2 separate regions of the Sus scrofa genome follow, and region 1 is linked to region 2. A link is a contact called in public HiChIP or PLAC-seq data. All regions are on one chromosome and are shown on one strand. Each heading gives the region's core, a stretch centred on a gene start, on an enhancer-like site or on the middle of the called end of the contact. The rest is flanking DNA. Distances are from core to core; before and after follow the strand shown.

The links. HiChIP or PLAC-seq counts read pairs in DNA pulled down with a chosen protein or histone mark.
Region 1: a contact with region 2 is called in an H3K27ac HiChIP or PLAC-seq map of skeletal muscle, with 5 times the contacts expected there. The contact joins the promoter of CTLA4 here to the promoter of FAM117B in region 2. A contact is called at or near these places in 1 of 5 promoter capture datasets (fetal liver) and 1 of 2 datasets of contacts at active chromatin or transcription factors (skeletal muscle).

What each region holds. Positions count from the first base shown.
Region 1 is chr15:107,280,946-107,284,751 of Sscrofa11.1, forward strand. CTLA4 (cytotoxic T-lymphocyte associated protein 4) reads left to right here and starts at 2,136. Exons shown (of 4, transcript NM_214149.1): 1 at 2,136-2,246. The coding sequence starts at 2,138.
Region 2 is chr15:106,181,051-106,184,994 of Sscrofa11.1, forward strand. It overlaps FAM117B (protein FAM117B), which reads left to right and starts at 2,167. Exons shown (of 8, transcript XM_003133590.5): 1 at 2,167-2,963. The coding sequence starts at 2,354.

The DNA.
Region 1 (3,806 bases), core at 886-3,385, 1.1 Mb after region 2:
TTTTATTGGAACACAGCCCATGTCCATTCATTTATGTATTTTGTGGTTGCTTTCACCCTGTAAGAGTAGAGTTGAGTAGTGGCAACAGAGACCACTCTCTATGGTCTCCAAAGGTCTGACCCTTTACAAAAAAAGTTTGCCAATTCCGGGTTACCAAGGGTATTGCAATAGTCTCCCTCTTGGTTTTCCTGGTTAAATCTTATTCCTCCTTGTACTCATCCTCCCTACCCCTTCTCCTGTGTGAGGGGGGATTTCCCTAAAATGGTTCCAAATCATGCCTCTTTGCTTCCTTTGATGCACTGACCTTCATAGCTAAGAACCTCAGCTTCTAGCTACTGGCAATCCCCATTCTAGGCTTGCTCTCTGGCTGCAATGAATGCTTTATGCCCTTTCCAGCCTTGGCACATGCTGTTCTTTTTGCCTGACTACCAACCTCTTGCCCTTGTCCTTAATAATAAGTTCAGGCTTTACTTCCTCTGAGAAGCCCTTTCTGACTTCCACAGGCTGAACCAATGACTTGTGCTCCTCTATGGCTTGGGCGATACTTCATTTCCAGCATTTATCCACAACATCATGATCCTGAGGTTAGCTGTCTGCCCTGTGACTGCTGTGGGTTACTCTCCAGGGTAGGAGAATACATTTTTCACTTTTGTATCTACAGTGCTCAGACTGGTATCTTCCCCTTAGTAAGTGTCCATTAAGTTGCTGGCATTTCGGCTGGGCTTTGACAGCTTATGTAAGGAGCTTGAGGAGTATAGAAAAGAGGCAGGTCAGGCTTCCTGGAAGAGCTGACACCTCAGCTAACTCCTGGAGGGTGAGAAGGAGGATAAGACAAGATAAGGGGAGGAAGAAGGCAGCAGGAACAGTATTCTTGATGATAGATGATGAAACCTGAAAGAGGTGTGTTGGAGAAATGACAAGCAGAGGAAGGGGAGTCATTGAGGGAATGTTGGAAGATAGGCTAAGAAGAGAGGCATTAGGTCCATATTCTACAGAGCCTCCTCTGCTACTCTGAGGAGGCTGGACGTGGAAAGCATGACAGGTTGCAGTAGGCAAACACCATACTGTCTGTCTTCAGGTCAGTCTTCTAGAAATCCTTGAAGGCATTGGCTGTTTTTGTCTTGTCATTCACTCCTATGTGCACACAATTTCTGGAATATTATAGGCTCTCAATAATTGTTTCTTTCATTATTGAAATACATGAAAACTCCCCACTTTTAAGTAGGGGAGTCCCCAATGCTTAGTATTTTCTTTTAGGATGAATATTTATTCAATCTACAACTTTCATAAATTTAAGAACTTCAGTCATATGTAACCTTGGTTCTTGAGGTTTTTTTGCTTGAAAAGTTTCCATTGGAAAAAAAAGTCTATCCTCTTACAGAAGGTTTGAATCTCTTGGATCATTCTGGTTGACTTTTTCTGGTTTGAGTCCTCCAAATCTATTTTGTCCTTGTTGAATTAAGGCTTTCAAGAAACACCAGCATTCTTTCATAATCTGCAAAACCAGAGGTAGATTAATTTATTTCTTGTGATTTTGGTGTTTTCTCTTAACAAAATGCTAAATGGAGCTAGGAGAATAAACTCTTATTTGCAAAGCATGTGAGGGATGGTGTCTCACATGTGAAATGTAGAGTTTTAATTAATGATATCCAGATTAATTGTGTCTTTAGCCCAAGGACTCAGAGAGCCAGGAGCTTTGGGGGTGTCAATGAAATAAATTGAGTCGTAAAAGCTGTCTAAACAATTGGATAAGACCAGGACTTAGGTGGACTACTGCACTCCAGGAAATTCTCCAAGTCTCCACTTATCCTCAAAGTGAACAAGAAGCTTCAGTTTCAAGTTGAGTGCATTTTCCATCCATGGATTGGCTTGTTTTGTTCAGTTTTACTTTGAGTGTTTGAGGTTATCTTTTCGACGTAACAGCTAAACCCACGGCTTCCTTTCTCGTAAAACCAAAACAAAAAGGCTTTCTATTCAGGTGCCTTCTGTGTGTGCACATGTGTAGTACATACCTGGGATCAAAGCCAGCTATATAAAGTCCTTGATTCTGTGTGGGTTCAAACACATTTCAAAGCTTCAGGATCCTGAAAGTTTTCACTCTGCTTCCTGAAGACCTGAACACCGCTCCCATAAAGCCATGGCTTGCTTTGGATTCCGGAGCCATGGGGCTTGGCTGGAGCTTACTTCTAGGACCTGGCCCTGTACAGCTCTGTTTTCTCTTCTCTTCATCCCTGTCTTCTCCAAAGGTGAGTGAGACTTTTGGAGCATGAAGGTGGAGGAGGTGTTTCTCCCACCCGGGTTTCATTTCTTTTAGCAGTCAAGGGCAGTGATTTATAGCAAAGCCAGAAGCTAAAGTTAAGACTCCAGTCTCCTGACTTGGACAGCTCTGTATTCTGAGGCAGGCACGGGACAGCTGGCAGCAGCAAATCAGTAGAAAGGCAGCTCATAGCATTTTGCCAGGCATGGAGCAGGCGCTTATGCTTAACGAATGCATTTGAATTGGTTTGGGAGACATGAGCATTTTCAGACACTTCTATAAGACAGAAAAGAAAGTCCTGTCAAATTAAGTGATTTAAGAGAGAAAAGATACCCAGGGTCCTGAATACATTTGGGCTTGGAATCAGGGTTAGTTTAAGAGTTAATGTTATAAAGAAAATTGCTTTAAGCAAATTGTGGGAAGTTTCTTTCCTACCCAATTCTAGGTTTTAAGGTCCTCTAATTCACTTTTATAAATGAATTAGCCTGCTTTAAAATTCCTTTCTTTACTCAATTCAAGGTTTTAAGTTGCTTTTAATCACCTCTACAAACTAATTAGCTAATTATTTCAAAAAGTGAAAGCAGTTTAAAATTATAAAACAGAAAAAAAAGGAAGGACGAAAGAAAAAAATAATGAAACAAAGAATCATAGATCAGTTTGGCATAAGATGCTTGATTGCTGCCTCCCCATCTTTGGACTTTAGGTACAGATTTCCCAGTTTTCAGATGAAATAAATCTCTTTAGTGGTTGATGCCAGGTTTGTTACATGGTATAAAATGATGAGCATTTCTACTGAATTTTGATCTTCTCTTTCTTCAGACTTTCTTGGTTAAGAAACCATACAATTTGTATAATGTAGGAGCTCAAAATATGTTTGCTGATTTAATTTTTACTGGATAAGAAATATTCCTATACATTTTCTTATTTTACATGTTTTAATGTGTAAAGTTTAAATAGCCTTAGAAATAATTAAATTTCCCTTTAGAAACTTTATCTCAACATGTAACTGGGATTCTCCCATGGTAAGGTAGATATTGGAAAATTCAGTGTGACCAGATTTAGGGGTGATAATTGGGAACTTGTCTAGGGAGACAGTAGGAAACTTGGTCTTGTTTAGGCTTAGAGTCAACAAATGGGCAGGTTATAATGATTAATGTACAGAAAAGTGTTAATACAGGGAAGAACTTGACTAAGTACTGCAATAGCTTTATAATAGTGCAAAGGATGCCCAGAGGGCACCTCTGATAGACAGAGGTAAAGGTTGGGGAAGAAGACAGTTGTCTAGCCAACAGGGGCTGCTGGATTAAGCTTGGCAATGACAGCTGCCATATTGTCCTCTCTTCTGAGGAAATGGGCTATCCAGCACAGGTACTTGGGGGAAATGACTAGTGTCCTCAGTAGAGAGTGATTTATACATAGGAAGAGGTATCCTGGAAACTCAGGTTGGAGTGTTATGTTGGGATTGGATCATGGAGGATGGTTAATGTTATTTATTTTATTTGTTTTCACAATCAGTGTTATGAAAGGCAAGGAAGAGTATGAAAAGGAA
Region 2 (3,944 bases), core at 917-3,416:
AATGAACTTCTGTGTTGATATCAGTACTTACCTCAGAAAAGCTAACAGTCTCTTGCCACTAACAAATAGGTCTCCAGTTTGGTGACAACAAATGTAATTGATCAGGAAGCCTAAGACACTGGGGCTGCTGAACTCCCTTGGTTTAACTCAGTAGTATGCATTGGGGTCCTACTTTGTGAAGGACCAAGTGCCAGATACAGCTTCCAGGACCTCCTTATTTAAAGGCTTATCTTCTCTCTTACCCATTGTTTTAAGACTGGACTTAGCTCTCTGCATGGATCTTGTTGGCAGTTTCCATTGTGTCCTGTCTAGAGAGAAGCTGTTTTTCTCTTCATTCCAGGTTGTGGGGCAGGCTGGGTAATGATGTCGGGTCTATTGAGAGCACCAGATAACCTGGGAAAAGGGCTTGGGGCTTCTCTTTGTGGTGGGGAAGAGAAGAGGAATGGGTGTTAAGGAGAGATGTGGGCCTCTGAATCACAAGGAGATTCAGTACTGAGTGCCTTCTAGGCACCACATTCTCATTTAGCCCTTGGTTAATAAGAACAAGTGTATAAAGGGGATGGTACTGTTTAACTGCATTTTACAGCTAAGAATGCTGGCTAGTGACTTATCCAAGGCCATAGAGTCTGTGGTGGATCTGGGATACAAATCTTTTCTCTAGGTCTTCAAAGGCTTTCCTGCCACAGTGCACAGCACCCAGGAGAATTTCAGGTCTGGAGTGGAACACACTGGGCTCTCCACTCCCATATTTTCACAAGATGAAATCTGTGTAGAATGTATAAAGAATAAAGTATTAGGGAGTTCCTGTTGTGGCTCAGTGGTTAACGAATCCGACTAGGAACCATGAGGTTGCGGGTTCAATCCCTGGCCTCGGTCAGTGGGTTAAGGATCCTGCATTGCTGTGAGCTGTGGTGTAGTTCGCAGACGCGGCTTGGATTTGGTGGTGTTGTGGCTGTGGTGTAGGCTGGTGGCTGCAGCTCCAATTATACCCCTAGCCTGGGAACCTCCATATGCCTCGGGTGTGGCCCTGAAAAGACAAAAAAAAAAAAAAAAAAAAAAAAAAAAAAGGAATAAATTATTAAAGGGAAAAGAGGTCATGGACAGGCAATTTTTAGCCTGAGAGGTGAGTATGTGGAGTATGGGACTACCATTTTTTTTTTGTCTTGATGAGGAGCCTCTAAGGTTATTTTAAAACTGGTCTTACTGAGTTCTTGCCCATACTACAAAGACCTATTTCCTCCACTACACATCAATATGAATGGCTCATCCAGTTGTGTCTCAAATAATGACTGTGAGGATAGAAACAAAACCCTTTGAAAACTCTGACACTTAACAGACTTGTAAGGCAGCAGACATCTTTCCAAGGTTATCAGGGAAGTGTGAGGTAGCTGATTAAAATCAATTCTTGATTACTCGCGATGCCAGAAATGTAGCAACAGTATTTGGAAACTGGACTTCATATATACAATCTAAAACCGCTTTTTAACCAGCAATTTTAACCTTTCTGAGATTTGGTTCTTTCTAGAGACTGGGGGAAAAAAAAAAAAAAAAAAAAAGGAGATGTGTAAAAATGCCAGTAAGACTTATTAAATTTCTTTTCCTTTGAGTCCTGTCCAAACATAGGCGGAATTAGGACAGAACAAAAAGATCAAGAAAAAAAAAGCCAGAAAGAGACGCACGCACAAGGACTGTGCCAGTTAATACTGAGGTAAGGAAATGAGTTTTGGGGGAAAGACTTCAGATATCCCTGGGGATCGCTCTGGTTCAGGGCATTCCCTTTGGCAATATTCCAGAATCTGAGTCCCCAGGGTTCCACACAGTATAAAGTGAAAGACGCGCGTGGCCAGGCGCGCGCGTACGCGTGTACACTCACGTGTACACACACACACACACGCACACGCGCGCGCGCACTCTACACATACACACAGCCTGTTTCCTCCGCTCCCCCTCCACCCCCGCCCCCCCCGGGGGGGGCGGGTCTCTTTCTCTTTAAAGAGCAGACGGTCTCCGAGCAAACCCAGGCTCTCTAAGGCCCCGGGGGCCCGGGACCCGAGCTGCTCGCAGCCAATGGGTGCGGTGGAGCGGCTCGAGCGCGGCTGACGCTACACCAATGGGCGCTCGCGGGGGGCGGGGGAAGCGGCGGAGACACTATTGTTGATGAGGAGGAGCAGCGGCGGTGGCGGCTGCACCATCTCTTTGCTGCTGGCCGTGGCCTGGGCACCTCCCGCACCCCGGATTCCGGTTTCGTCACCCCATCGCGGGGGCCTTCCCTCCGGCTTCGAGAATCCTTCCCCCGCAACCCAACAACAACAAAACCCCACGTCTCGCCCAGTCACCGGGGAGGGGGGGGACTATGTCCCAGCGGGTGAGGCGCAATGGGTCCCCCACGCCGGCCGGCTCCCTTGGGGGCGGTGCGGTCACCACGGCCGGGGGATCTGGGAGCCGCCTGCAGCCCATGAGGGCGACGGTTCCGTTCCAGCTGAAGCAGCAGCAGCAGCAACATGGCAGCCCCACGAGGAGCAACGGCGGCGGCGGCGGCGGCAACAACAACGGCGGCTGCTGTGGTGGCGCCTCAGGCCCCTCGGGCGGCGGCGGCAGCTCCGGCGGCGGGGCCCCGCGCACCGCCTCGCGCAGCACAAGCCCCACGCGGGGCGGTGGGAGTGCGGCCGCGCGCACCAGCCCCACGGTGGCCACGCAGACGGGCGCGTCCGCGACGTCCACGAGAGGCACCAGCCCCACGCGCGGCGCCGCGCCCGGGGCTCGCGGGAGCCCCCCACGACCGCAGCCCCCGCCGCCGCTGCTGGGCACCGTGTCGTCTCCTTGCTCGTCGCCCACCCACCTGTGGACAGGCGAGGTGAGCGCGGCCCCACCCCCAGCCCGCGTTCGGCACCGGAGGAGGTCCCCGGAGCAGAGCCGAAGCTCCCCGGAGAGGAGGAGCCCTAGCGCCCCGGTTTGCAAAGCAGGTACGTGCTGGGGGCCGCGCGGCGAGGGGAAGGGGTCCCGGGCTCCCGCTGCTACCGCGCGGGGACTGCAGCGTTGCCGCGGAGCTGGGGTGGTAGGGGGCGGGGCCGGGGGCGGGGCCCGGGCGGTGCAGCCGCGTCTTCCCGGGCCTTCCCGGCGCCCCCAGCAGCTCCCCTCCCGCCTCTTTGGTCTCTGCGTCGGCCCCGCGTTGGTGTCCGTCAGTGGAGGTGCATTCGCTAACCTTGTGCTTGGGCTGATGCGTTAATGATAAACCTCGGGGTTCTGGTCGCGCGCTGGTTACTTCTTACCCTCCCTGGGGGATGAGGCTCGGAATGGTTTGTCACTTTAGTGACATGGCTAATGTTAGTATAGCACATCTCTGTGGTTGAGTATTTCCGTTTGACAAAACAGTTTGAGATTTGGGGGCCTTGAATGCTTTAGTATAGCAGGTTTGGTTGGGTCTCTGAAGAGGGAGCGGGTTGTTTCCTAAGACTTGTTAAATGGGTAGCAAAAAGTGAAAAATAAGTAAGATTCTTTTGGAAGGTTTTTGGGCTTTGAGGGTCTGAGTGTTTTCTGATATACTGATTTTGTGGTTAAGATGTAAAACCGTTAAAAAAAAAGATCCAAGGTTTGTCTCCTTGTTACTATTTTAGCGATCAGAAATTTGTTTTTCTTTAGATCTGGGAGCTTTTTTGGGGAAGGTTCTGAATGGAGCCGTTGGGTTCCACAGGAGTCAGTCATAAAGAGTAACTCAAAAGAGAAATTCACATTGTAGAAGTGAAAAGAGATAAAAATTATCATCTGATTGCCTTCCTGTTGGAATCTAGTGGAAAGAGAAATGGGTGGTTTTTAGCTTATGTATTAATACTGCCAACATATGCCTTTGTTTTTCTCTGGGGAATTTCTGTTAGAATCTTTCAGGCTTAATGGCTGGATATTTCAGGAAGCTTAGTACAGTACTTCCTAACCAAATTAAACAGATG